Linked DNA regions of Mus musculus: all the other regions are linked to region 4. A link is a contact called in public promoter capture Hi-C data. All regions are on one chromosome and are shown on one strand. The core of a region is the stretch at or near the end of the contact, and the rest is flanking DNA. Distances in the headings are between cores, read along the strand shown.

The links. Promoter capture Hi-C pulls out the DNA fragments that hold promoters and counts their contacts. Capture Hi-C pulls out chosen DNA fragments and counts their contacts.
Region 1: a promoter capture Hi-C map of pre-B cells shows a contact between it and region 4, with 2.6 times the contacts expected there. The contact joins the promoter of Sfpq here to the promoter of 9930104L06Rik in region 4. A contact is called at or near these places in 3 of 39 promoter capture datasets (cranial neural crest, liver and pre-B cells).
Region 2: a contact with region 4 is called in a promoter capture Hi-C map of liver, with 4 times the contacts expected there. The contact joins the promoter of Smim12 here to the promoter of 9930104L06Rik in region 4. A contact is called at or near these places in 3 of 39 promoter capture datasets (liver and pre-B cells), 1 of 484 Hi-C or Micro-C datasets (B cells) and 1 of 9 other capture datasets (liver).
Region 3: a promoter capture Hi-C map of pre-B cells shows a contact between it and region 4, with 4 times the contacts expected there. The contact joins the promoter of Tmem35b here to the promoter of 9930104L06Rik in region 4. A contact is called at or near these places in 5 of 39 promoter capture datasets (the 3T3-L1 cell line, cranial neural crest, liver and 1 more).

What each region holds. Positions count from the first base shown.
Region 1 is chr4:127,019,624-127,022,660 of GRCm38.p6, forward strand. Sfpq (splicing factor proline/glutamine rich (polypyrimidine tract binding protein associated)) reads left to right here and starts at 1,678. Exons shown (of 10, transcript NM_023603.3): 1 at 1,678-2,597. The coding sequence starts at 1,794.
Region 2 is chr4:127,242,196-127,245,408 of GRCm38.p6, forward strand. It overlaps Smim12 (small integral membrane protein 12), which reads left to right and starts at 1,589. Exons shown (of 2, transcript NM_030252.2): 1 at 1,589-1,703.
Region 3 is chr4:127,124,398-127,127,810 of GRCm38.p6, forward strand. Tmem35b (transmembrane protein 35B) reads left to right here and starts at 1,646. Exons shown (of 3, transcript NM_001099319.2): 1 at 1,646-1,796. The coding sequence starts at 1,692.
Region 4 is chr4:124,935,730-124,938,832 of GRCm38.p6, forward strand. It overlaps 9930104L06Rik (RIKEN cDNA 9930104L06 gene), which reads left to right and starts at 1,319. Exons shown (of 5, transcript NM_177573.3): 1 at 1,319-1,604; 2 at 2,711-2,988. The coding sequence starts at 2,714. It overlaps Cdca8 (cell division cycle associated 8), which reads right to left and starts at 1,188. Exons shown (of 10, transcript NM_026560.4): 1 at 860-1,188; 2 at 626-754. The coding sequence starts at 953.

The DNA.
Region 1 (3,037 bases), core at 428-2,927, 2.1 Mb after region 4:
TTGGGGTTGGGAAATCTGAAGGAAAAGAGATGCTGCCAGCTGCTTGTTTTCATACCAGTACTTATTGATACCTAAATATCATAAAACAAAAGAAAACAACAACAAAACATTAGTGTTGTGGGCTGAGAGTTGAATCTAGGGCCTCAAGCCCTTTATGACTGAGTTATGGCCTCAGCCATGCATAAACATTTTTTTTTTTCAACAGTGTTTCACTATGTATCTTTCTTGCTGGCCTGAAACTCACTGTGTAGACCAGGCTGGCCTAGAACTCAAGAGATATGACTGCTTCTACCACATGCCTGATGGGATCAAAGGCATGCACCAGCCCCATCCCGGTTAAAACCCAATGTTCATGAAGCTTTAAAGGGAGGGAATAAAAAGGAAATCTCGGCTGACCTGGTGGATGCATGCTTTTAGTCCCAGCACCTGGGAGGCAGAGGCAGGTGGAGGGCTGAGTTTGAGGCCAGTCTGGTCTACAGAAGTAGTTCTAGGACAGCCAGGGCTATGCAGAGTAACCCCGTCTTGAACAAAATCAAAAACAATTTCCTCTCCCATGATTTGTGCTTGTAAATTGTTACTGTACACACACATGGAGTCACATCTACCTCATTTACCCTTCTGCTGGAGAATAAAGTGAGTCTTCTGCATGTCACACAAGCCAGAACCCCAAAGGCTGTGTCCTCAGCTCTCTCCATACTTTTCCCTCTTGGACAAAGACTGCATTCACTCAAACCTAATGGCAAATTTTATAGTATTACAACAAACGTGTTGCTATGAAATAATGTTTTTTTTTTTCCCTTTTTTTTTTTTTTTTTTTTTTTTTTTTGGTTTTTCAAGACAGGGTTTCTCTGTATAGCCCTGGCTGTCCTGGAACTCACACCCGGCTTCCTTTTTCTTAAATCTTTACTTTTATTTATTCATTAATTTTTTTGGAGGCAGGGTTTCTTTGTGCAGTCCTGGCTGTCCTGGAATTTACTATGCAGCCCAGGCTGGCTTTGAACTTGGAGTCCTTTCTGCTTCCAGAGTGCTAGGATTAAAGGCATATGCCAAAACAACCGGGGCTTCTATTTTATTTTATTATTTTTATTTTATTACGTTTCATGTAGCCCAAGCTGGTTTTGAACTCAATGTAATTGATAATGTAAAGATAAACTTGCAGTCCTGATTACTAGTGCCTCCTCCTCCCAAATTTTGGGCTCACGTGTTTGCCAATCTGCTAGCCTTTGATAGGGTTTCAATAAAAGTAAAACCGTTGAGATTAAACTCTGTGAAATTGACTCTAACTTCATTGGCGTAGGAATAAGAGACAGCACAAGTTCAATTTATAACCTTGAACCCAGCGAAGATGTTAGCCAAGAATAGCGGACTACTCATAAGAGGAAAGAAAATAGCCTTTCAGCGCTATCAGGAGCTGATAGGGCCCTGGATATTTAATTTCACGCGAAAGTTGCAGGGCATGCCCATTCAAATTTCTTCCAACAAATCACAAAGGCGTATAGACACTTTCTTATCCGTTTATTGGTCAAATGGAAATCCCAGCCCTCCCTACCTCCCGCCTCTCACTAGGGAGCCAATTGGAAAAACTTAGGTTTCATCATCAAGTACTGTACTTGCTATTGGCTGTCCGAGCTGTCAATCTAGGGAAGGCGGGCCAGGCCGAACTGTCCTATTTAAGAAGAGGACAAAGGCGGCGCGCAGCTTGTGTCGTCCGCCATTTTGTGCTCAGCAAGGTGGCAACCACGTTCCCTGAGCGACTTCTCCGCTTCTGCCTCGACCGCCCCTTGACTACAGCTATGTCTCGGGATCGGTTCCGGAGTCGCGGTGGCGGCGGTGGAGGCTTTCACCGGCGTGGAGGAGGTGGCGGCCGCGGCGGCCTTCACGACTTCCGCTCTCCGCCGCCGGGCATGGGCCTCAACCAGAACCGCGGCCCCATGGGCCCGGGCCCTGGCGGCCCGAAGCCGCCGCTCCCGCCTCCACCTCCTCACCAGCAGCAGCAGCAGCCGCCGCCGCAGCAGCCTCCGCCGCAGCAGCCGCCGCCGCACCAGCAGCCGCCGCCGCACCAGCCGCCCCATCAACAGCCCCCGCCTCCGCCGCAGGAATCCAAGCCCGTCGTCCCCCAAGGCCCCGGCTCGGCGCCGGGGGTGAGCAGTGCGCCTCCGCCGGCGGTCTCGGCTCCGCCCGCCAACCCCCCGACCACCGGCGCCCCTCCGGGCCCTGGTCCAACCCCGACTCCGCCGCCCGCCGTCCCCTCCACCGCCCCCGGACCGCCTCCCCCATCGACGCCGAGCAGCGGAGTCTCGACCACCCCTCCACAGACCGGCGGCCCTCCGCCACCGCCCGCCGGGGGCGCCGGGCCGGGGCCTAAGCCGGGGCCAGGCCCTGGCGGTCCAAAAGGCGGCAAGATGCCCGGTGGGCCTAAGCCTGGAGGTGGCCCGGGCATGGGCGCTCCTGGTGGCCACCCGAAGCCACCACACCGAGGTGGCGGCGAGCCCCGTGGGGGCCGGCAGCATCATGCGCCCTACCACCAGCAGCACCACCAGGGGCCCCCTCCCGGCGGACCGGGACCGCGCACGGAGGAGAAGATCTCCGACTCGGAGGTGAGCGGGTTCTCGAGCAAAGCCGTCCGTTTCCCTAAGATGGCGGCGCCTGCCTACCCTCGGCGTTTTTTTTTCCTCTTCCCCCCCGCCCGCAGCCTAGAGGGCCTCCATTTTGTCCCCTGCCGGAAGCGCTCCTGCGCATGCTTGCGCAGGCGGGGCGGACGCGCGGCGGGCTGTGGAGGCCGCTAGGGATTGGCTTCCAGCGGGAGGGCATCCTCACGTCTTGGCGGTAATCCGCTAGAGGCTAGCGGTCCGGTCCCTTGGGACCCAACTAGTGCACGTCGGAGGCCTCTGTTTGGGAGAAAACAGGGCAACTTGGTGCTGTCTTCCTAGTCTGCATTTAGAGCTATTTGTTGACGTCAGAGGTGTATTGATTGGCGTTTGCTGATAAAGAGGCGATGTGTTTCAAAGCATTTTGTATACTCTGCTTCATATGGATT
Region 2 (3,213 bases), core at 339-2,838, 2.3 Mb after region 4:
TGTCTGACGCCCTCTTCTGACTTCCATGGGTGCCTACATTCATTGCACCCCCCCCTTACACACACATAATTAAAATCATTTTTAAAAGGTTATAAATATATTTTCTCAGATTAGCAGGCCACAGAGTCAAGATTTGAATTAATTAAACAACTAATTCCAGTGTTTGGTATTTTACTTTATTTTTAGACAGGGTCTCAGCTTGTAGTTCTGTGTGATCTGGAAGTGCTAACTGACTCCTTTAATTGATATAGGATCTTGGTGTAGAGCCAAGGCTGGTCTTGCGCCTCAGGACTTCTCAATGCTGTCATTTCCACTTTAGCTGGGGATTCTGTGCTTACCCAGGTCTGCTGGAGGGAACTTCTAGTCACTATTAAGATCCAGCTTAGGGATCTGTCCTTCCAGGGAACCTCCACTCATTCTTCTTGTATGGACGGACAGTGTCCTCTGTTATGACACTGTGTGGGTCTTCCTGTTTCTTCTCCATCCAGGAAACTACGGAGGGCAGTCCCCATTTGTATCGCCAATGTCTAGCTTGTAGAATGGCTAAATGCCAGCCTGTGTTCTAGACTGTTCTGATCTCTTCCCACAGATTCAATGCACAAGTAATCAAGGTCTGATAATCACGGTTGCTAATTTCTGGCAGCTTCTTCCTCCCCATCTTCGCTGTCAGGCTTAGCTTTGGGCTCTTTGATCTAAAAGAGGAAGAATCTCTAACTTGACAGTACAGTCTTGAAGACGCTTCCTGTGAGAGTACCCGTGACCTTGAGAAATGGCTCACTGCTAACTTAAGGGAAGCTGGGTAGACTTAAGGGAAGCTGGGTAGAGCACTCCAGGTAGATGAAAGAACATGGACACACAGGCTTCAAACGTTGATTTTTAGCATGCTATTAGTGGGAAGGAGACTGGTCAGGTTGAGAGCAGTGTGGGCAGGTTGAGAAGGCAGGACTATGGTAGTCCATTAGAGAGCTTGGGGTGTGAGGCTTTTTCTTATATGTGATAAGTATAATTCCGCTCAGGGACAGGGGAAACATGGAGGAAGGAGAGTGAGTACTTGCGATCAGAGGGTCTTGGTACTTTCAGCAATTTGTAGACTCACTAACGCTACAATCTAGTTCCCTGCGAGATGTGTGCCTGGCACAGTATTTTACAAACAAGATGTTATCTAACCCTTGCAACATCCCTGCTGAAATGGAAGGTTTTAACGCTATGCAGAAGAATTGAGGCTCAGATTAATTAATGATGTTCCCAAGGACACACAGCCTGAAAGCACAGATCCCAAGAAGATTGAAAGTACTAGGTTATTCTCTGCTACGGGAGCTTCTGGAGGTCAGGGGTTGGGTTTTCGGTTTCAGTAATATCCGACCTAGGTAAGTCTCGGAAGACACCTAATGAACTTCATTTGGATCAATGAAAGCTGACTATTCTTTTTTCTTCTTCACAAGCATGTGGCAACGTCACAGGGGAGCCTCCGAGCCGTCAGGGGGCGCTATACTATTCTGCGTTTAGTCCAACGCAGGGTCGGGTGCCTGGCTTCCTTTCTTCTGTAGCTGGCTGGAGCTCAGCCAATCGCTGCTCTCCGAGAGATGCCAGTGGGCGGGGCCTCGGGCGCGCCCCGCGGGCCACTGGGAACCTCGGCGTCCCTGTTGCTCCCGGCTAGCGGGCGCAGCGCGGGACCTGTCCGGGGTGTGCGGGCTGGACCGCAGGTGAGTTCCCAGGGCTGAGGGCACTTCGCTTCCCAGGATCGCTGGCCCCCAGTCCCACGGGAACGGCTCCTCCTAGTTGAGGGAGCGATGGTTTCCGTGACCCGCTCGGCCTCGGCCAGCTTTTGGTGGCCGAGTGTGGACTGTGGTCAGATCTCGTCCGCCTCAGGCCCCTGCAGGCCGAAGGGTGACGAAGCCACGCGTGTGGCGTGACTGGACAGGGAACAGGAGCTGATGACCCGAACCTCACTGGCGCTCCCATCCCAACTTGGCTGGCTGTCAAGGCTGATGGTTTCACCTTCTCGGACCTCCTACGACTGCTCTCATTTGGAGAGCTTCCGGTGGGCTCAGGCACTGGGACAGGTTTCCTGGCGGCCCGGTTGACCTGTACCTGGAGCCTTTGGCTGGCGCCCCTGCGTGTCGGGCTGGAAATAGGCGTTGCAGTATTTGGGAAACACTTGTGCTACTTACATTTTGATACCTTCGGGATGACTTCATGAAGTCTAGCTGCTTATGATCATATCCCTATACCCCTTTGTGAGTGCGGGTGGAAGGCTGCTGTAGTCTTCCATAAACAAAGCAACATGTTTATGCTGCCTGTCATTCATTCGACCAACAAACTTTTTTAGCTCTTTGCTAGGGAGGATAGCAAGGGTGGGAAGAGGCACAGAGCATAGGACGATCCGGACATCCTTAGTTCTTAACCTTGTGGAGCTCCAGGGTGTTTTGAGAGCTGTAGACAGGTAGGGTAGGCCCACATAGCTTACCGAAGAGAAGGTTGTGTTGTATACATGGATGACTGGAATTCGGACAAGAGCACATAGAACTTGGGCTTTCTATGTACAAGAGTAATACTCATAGACTGGTGCTTGATATGCCCGCCCTAAGACAAATTGGAAAATTGAGAGTCTCTACCCAGGAATTGTATAAAGGACTTGCACTTGGTGTGGACCTGTGATCACAAGCACTTGGCACTGGAAACAGGAGCGTCGGCAGATCAAAGTTATCCTTAGCTACTTTGAGGGTTTGAGGCCAGGCTGGGTGCCATGAGAACCTGTCTTAAAAATAAAAACAAGCCCAACGGTGGTGGCACATGTCTTTAATCTTGGCACTAAGGAGGCAGAGGCAGGCCAGTCCAGTCTCTGAGTTTGAGGCCAGCCTGGTCTACAGAAGGAATCTGAATGGCAGGGCTACACAGGGAAACCCTATCTCAAAAAACCAAAACCAGCTGACCAAACAAACCCCAAAACTTAAAACAGAAAATAGAACGAAGTACTGAGTTAAAAATAGAATGGAGGATTGAGTTTGGGGTTCTTTGGAGCTTCCCCTCTTTGTTAATGTGTACATTGTAAGGTTTCTCGGATCTCATGATATAACTTCAGAGCTCAGAAGGAAGGAAGACTTTCAGTGTAATGAAAAGCCAAGCTAATGGGGAGCTGTAGGAGGCCCTCCACACATCTAGGGTGTGAACGGACACCATGCATACATCTGCAGAGTGTTCTTTCTGCTAGAA
Region 3 (3,413 bases), core at 396-2,895, 2.2 Mb after region 4:
TGAAGTTTCAAGAGGAAATGTCTTGTTTACGGAGTTCCCCAAGAGACCAGGCCAACCCACTTGTCCCAGTACACCAGTTAGAGGTGAGCAGTGAAGGGCAGAGCAAGACTGGGCTGGGAAGAACAAATTGTGATTCATTGACCCCACCCACCTCAGCAGTTTTTGTTTTGTTTTGTTTGAGACAGGGCCTCTCTGTATAGCCCTAGCTATCCTGGAACTCATGTCAACCAGGCTAGCTTAGAACTCAGAGATCTGACTACCTCTGCTTCCTGACTGCTGGGACACAATGCCACCTTAGTTTGAAGGACTAACTGGGACTCTGAAATATCACAGGAAAAGGGAACAGTGGAGGGTTGGGCGCCTGACAGTCGGACTTCTTGGTAAGGACAGTCGTCTGATTGATGGTTCTTTCAGTTCTAGTTTTGCAAATGGTTCCCACTTTAGGGAGCAGTTTGGTTTTAGCCTCATCACTGTGGCATTTGCCCCATTTAAGGCCTGGTCTGCTCTGCCAGACTCGCTGCTGCTTGGAGCTGGCTTTGCTTCTTCACTGTCATTATGCTTTTGGGTGAGTTTTGTCTTTCCAAGGTTATCTATCACAGGAGAAAGTGACTCAGGGGAAAAAAAGTGACAAAACAGAGTTAAGTTAGGCCAGCAACCAGTACCTTCCTGCATGACCAAGTAGGCATGTGCACTTTAAAAACATGAGCAGTTTTAGTCACCAGCCATATCGCCAGCCCTCCGAGAGTTATGTAGATGGAAGCAGATCCAAGTACGTGGCCAGTAAGCATGAACAGTGGGAGGGTTTGAGACCATAGGGCTTCTTTTGGACCCATAGACCAGGGCTTGGGAATTATTTTATTTTATTTTATTTTGAGACTGGCCTTTGCGATATAGTCCTCACTAGCCTAGTTCTTGCTGTGAAGTTCATTCAACTCTGGGCAGTCCTCAGGCCTTATCCTCACTAGTTGGGGAATTACAGGCACATCATGCGTGGCAGTAGCCAGCTTTCATGAAAGGTCAGATAGTATTCAGTGGCTCAGCCATAGATGGTATACAAATGGATGCAGGTCAACACTTTCACCCTTGTACCCCGAGGTGTTAGTTTTATATAATTTTCAATTGTTGTGAAAATTCCTTGAACATTGCTTAATCATTTCTAGAATGTTATTATTTTCCTTATGGGTGTGTGTTAAAAAACTCGACAACCGGAAAAAATTGGTCCTCTGTTTGCCAGTGCAACCAAGTAAGGGATTCTTTAAATATCTTTCTCATTTTTCTTTTGGTTGAGCAATGGGAGGGGCAGGTATTTTAGGCATAGGTGGACCAGAAAAACTTACAGTTACTGCTTTATTGCTCATTAATTGTAGGGTTCACTGATTTTCTAGTAACTTTCTGAAGGCCATTGTGCAACTTCCATACAGCTGCAGACCCAGAGACACTCAGGGAGTTGGGTGGTGTCAGATTCCTCTAGCACGGGTGGGTTTGAAGGCCAGATCGCGTGGACACACACCCGATACTCCGCACCCTCCACAATGAGTACAGCCTGTAAGGAAAGGCCTCAGTGGGCGGGTCTTAGCGGAGGTGGCCATCAGTGGGCGGGGCTGAAAGTTGGGCGTAACCGGGTGGGCGGGCCGGACCGACTGTAGTCTTCCGGTAGGGAGGAAGAGTCGTCCAGGAAGGCGGGCGCTGCTATGTCGTTCAGGGTAGGCGTGTTGCGGGTTCTGCTTGGCGTCTTCTTCGCGCTCACCGGGGCTGCCAAGCTCTTTCAGGTCTCGGCCCCCGTGTCACAACAGATGGTGAGCGGCACCCGGGGAAGGACAGTGTGTGCTCGGTTCCCGGGGGCTTCATGCCTTCGGGCTCGAGGCCGCCTGGGCCTTTCCTCCTATTTTCTACACCTTCTCCAGGTGGGAGGGCACGGGACTTAACTGCTGGCTGAGCATGTTGTCCCCAGGCCGATTTAGAGTTGGAGAAGTGATGGGACTCAGGAGGTCCAGGAAGACAAAGTGAAAAAGTGACCTAGCACCCCTCTCCACCCCACATCCACCAACCCATTGTTCCAGGTTGGGGAGGCAGAATTTTACTTTATTTGGTTTTTGTTTGTTTGTTTGAGCTGGTCTTCTGAATGTGTCCCTCTGGCTGGCTGGCCCGGAGCTCACTCAGTGTAGTGGCTGGCCTCGAACTTGCAGAGATCCACCTACCCCAACCTCCAGACTACTGGGATTAACGGCTTACCTACCTTAGAAATCTTTTTTAAGCTTGAAACTAGTCATGATGGTAAAATGTAATTTACCAAAACATTACACAGCTATTCAAGCAAGGCTCAAAGTAGACCAATCTAACTAGACTCCTCAGTGTCCCACGCAGCCTGGGACAGAAGCATAGAAGTCACTGACTGTAGTTCCTTATCCCGAGAGGGTCTACCAGCAGTTTCCAGACCCTCAGAGAAGCCAGGCTCTGTGGAAGACCCCTGTTGCCACCTCCCAAGCCTGGGTACTACTACGATTTTCTTCTCCTTTTCCTCCTCCTCCTCTCCTCCCTTCCTCCTTTTTTCTTCTTCCTTTCCTCTTTCTTCTTCCCCTCCTCTCCTCCCCTCCTCCTCCTCTTTTCTTCTTTCTTCTTCCCTAAGATGGTGGGTTCTTTAGGATAGATATGGTAAAAGCCAAACAGCTTAAACTCTCTGCAGGTGTGTCTCATGTGCGGCCCTTGGACCACATACACTCCAGGATAGCTGTCACTGTAGCCCAGCATAAAAGTGTAAATTTAAAATCCGTGCTTTTTTTCCCCCTTTCAATTCAGCTGTGGGGTTCTGGAGCAGCTCTGTAGGTGACAGTATGGAGCTCCCTCCTTGGAAGCCAGAGTAGGACAGGCAGGGCTGCTGTTGGACCACAGGAAACAGTCCTGAGGGTGGAGCAGGCCCAGGGAAGGGTCTGAGTAGGGTGTGTTACACCCCCTCAGCTGTTCCTTGTGTCTGCCACAGTAGAATCAGGACCTGCATAGAAGATGGAAAGTGTCAGTCATTCTCTAAGGAGTCTATCCATCCCACCTGCAGATATTCAGAGAGAAGAGAAACTAGACCTGGCACAAAGAGAATCTGTAGCCCTTCCTAGGCCCTGGCCCTAGATGGGAAAGCCAAGCCCTGCTCCCTTCTTCTGGGATTTGAGCTGGGTTATCATCTATGGAGAGGTCTGGTTAGGACATAAAACCGACTACACCTGAAGCCCTTTTTCACACGGGCACGTCTGTTCCTAATTCCAAAAGCCAGCCCTATAGGTCAAGGTCAGCCCCTCCTTACCGGGCTCTTAAACTACTTGTAGCAGTTTTGTTAAGGGAGCCGGTTATAGGCAGAGGAGGTCTCGGTGGTGCCTTCAGGCACTGCATTTTCTGATAAGTAGTACTGACAGGCGTTCCCTACC
Region 4 (3,103 bases), core at 69-2,568:
GTTTGCCTACCACTGGCCTGGCTGGATGGCAGGCAGTTTCCAGTGGGGCTGAGCAGTAGGGTCTCCCCAAAAGATGGATGTGTTCTCCCAAAACACTCCCCCTGGATACAGAGATGCTGAGAAGACATGATGCGTCCTGCTCTTACAGTCCTCTCCCTCCGCTGTTAAGCTGCAGGACAACTCTTACTGTCCTACTGAGCGACTGCATCCCTGCCTATTGGCAGGTAGGCTAGCATAGGTTAGGTCATGTCAGTGCGGAACAGCCTCCCCCAACCCCTGAAAAACCTTCAATTATCAGCTCACTTTGTACTATAGATTTGAGATCTCGGCCTCGCCCCTCTTCCTTCAGGCCTCCATCATTCTATTTCTGGTATATCTCTTCTAAAGCTCTCCCATTCAAACGTGAAGGTGAGATGCACTGTCCTAATAGCGCTCATCTGAAGGGTAATTCATGCCTACTTCTTTCCTATGGGCCCACCATTCTTTTATAAGTTATGACAGATGGCAATTTCCTACCGGTGGTTATTTTAGACCTTATTAAGAAGGGGACATCTGAATGAGTCCCTACAATAAGCTTTCAAGATAAGCACTCGTTGGTCACGGGGAAAACGCTAGCAGCTCTTACCGAAGTAGTCAAGCCACTTCATCCCTTGCAGCGCCTTGGGGAGCCGAAGGATCTCGATGTTGTACAGATTTTCCACCTCCTTGAGGAGGGTCTGTCTGTCGGACTCAATTTGCTTGGTTCGAACTTGCACTGCAAAGAGGTGAAAGCGGACGGATCCCGCGTCAGGTGTGCGAAGCCGTCGCATCCGCGTCCCAACCCACCCAAAACCCACGATCACGCGAATCCACCCCTTACCCTCGCGGTCGAAGTCCTTCAGGAAGGAGGCGAGCTTCCGGCTCCGCAGCGTGTTGGTCCTGGTTCCGCGGCTGCTGCGTTTCTTGGGAGCCATGGCGCCTGGCTGCGTCGAGCGAGGGGCCAAGCAGCCGGCTCCGCGACTGAGACGGGGAGAGGGTGTGAGCGGTCGGAGAGCTGAGAAAGTTCAGTCGTTGGAGTCTAGGTTTCCAGAACTCTGCCGAAACCTACCTGCAGGTCCCAAAACACAGTCTGAGGAACCCTCACAGCTCCAACTAAGGGACGGGCGGCTCCTCGGTTAACCGCCACCCAATTCAAACTCAACGGGCACAGCCTAGCCAATAGCAAATCGCCGTCTTAGGACGGTTCTCACCACGCCCAATCACAATAAAGCTTCTTCTCCTTCCGCCAGCCAATCCTCATGGAGGACTTCAATGCCCAGATGTCATTGCGGCACACGCCATCTTTTCGCGACTCCAGAGTCGTGCTAACTGGAAGTAGAGTGGTGAGTTCGTTCTTGTGAATAAGCGCGGTGTAGTTTTTGATGTACTCAGCGTTGACATCGCAGGATTTACGTTTTCCTGTTGATTTAGGGCTGGAAATCTTAAAGAGAGGCGACAAGACTGACTCCAGAAGCACAGGTCCCGGAACAGACAGACCCCAGAGACTCGCAGTCTAAAGCAGATTGCCCTGTCGTGAAGAAACCCCTTCGGAAGACCCGAAGCAACGGTCTTCCTGCAGAGAGAAGGTAAGAGGACCGCCAGAATCAATATTCTTGAGTGTCCGCGGTTACAAGACAGAGACACAGCTCCACTCTGCAGCGTGGGGAGTTGCCCTAGCCTTTTAAGGACTTGAGCTCAGTTGATGGCCCTGACGCTGAAAAGAACTCAGCACTAGCTGAGCTCAGTTGATGGCCCTGACGCTGAAAAGAACTCAGCACTAGCTGATTTATGAAGCAGAGTTACATGAACATATTTGCTACGGGGCCTCACCATATAACGCTGGCTATCTTGGAAGTCTCTGTGTATACTAGTTTGGCCTCGAACTCACAGAGATCTGCTTGTTTCTGTCTTTCCAGTGCTAGGATTAAAGATGCATTCGACAACTCCCAGCCTATGGCTGTTTTAAATACAGGCATAAGCACAAGAATTAAGAGAGAGAGGCAGGCACCTAGGCATAAAAGACACTTGCATGCTCCTCAGAGAATCTCAGAAAGTTAGACATAGCCACGTGGGTATGAGATTCTCTAGGGAGATCAGCAGTTGATTTTCTTTCTTTTCCCCCAGTTTCTTGAGACCAGGCTGGCCTCAAACCCAAAACCCGGCTCTGCTTCCAGAGGGCTGGAATTAAAGTCATGTTACATTAGCCACAATTACTTATTTTGGTGGCTTTCAGTTTACATCTCAAAAGGGTTTCTAAAAACCCTTGTGACTCCCTTCAAACAAGAAGTTGTTTGATAAGAGAAGTAAGTGAGGTGGCTTTCAAGATTCTTTGATGGTATTAAATCCTACAGATGTAAATGGGGTAGTGTGTGTCCTTTCTCTGTAAATGGGATTCCTGGTGAGATTTCTAGAACATGGAAGATTTACAGCAGGAAGGAAGAAAGGCTGTTCACAGTTGGTAAGTGTACTTGCAGGAATTCTTCCTTCATTGTTGGCTGAAGGTGTCAGCCCACTTCCAGGACTAGGAGTTCTTGTTTGTGTCCCCCAAAGTCTCCCTACCTTTCATTATTGCCTTGGGACTATTTGAAGACCAACAGCTGGTCTTCTCCTGAGGTCGGAAATGACGCAGCCTTGATGCAGGCCCTCCCTTCTGGTACCCTGACTCCCTTTTGTTTTGTTTATTTTTTCCCAGAAAATGGCTCATGACCAGCCTCTGCTGGTTGTGCAGGAGGCCCTGAGGAAGTGCTTCCCTGTGGTGGAGGAACAGCAGAACCTGTGGCAGAGCACCCTGCAGGACTGCTCGCCCCTCCTGTCCTCTCTCAGTAACCTGGCTGAGCAGCTGCAAGCCGCACAGAGTCTGCGCTTTGAGGATGTGCCAGCCCTGCGTCCCTTTCCAGACTTACAGGAGCGGTTGAGGCGCAAGCAGCTGGAGGCTGGTGACGTTGTTCTGGACAAGCTAGCTGAGCGGCTGTAAGAGGCTCTGTTGTCCCCCTTTGTTGATGGACAGATCTTAATGCCGCATGGCATCCCAGCCTCAGTCAGGGGGTCCTACAGAAATCGACAAAAGCAAGTCAGGAGTAATCAT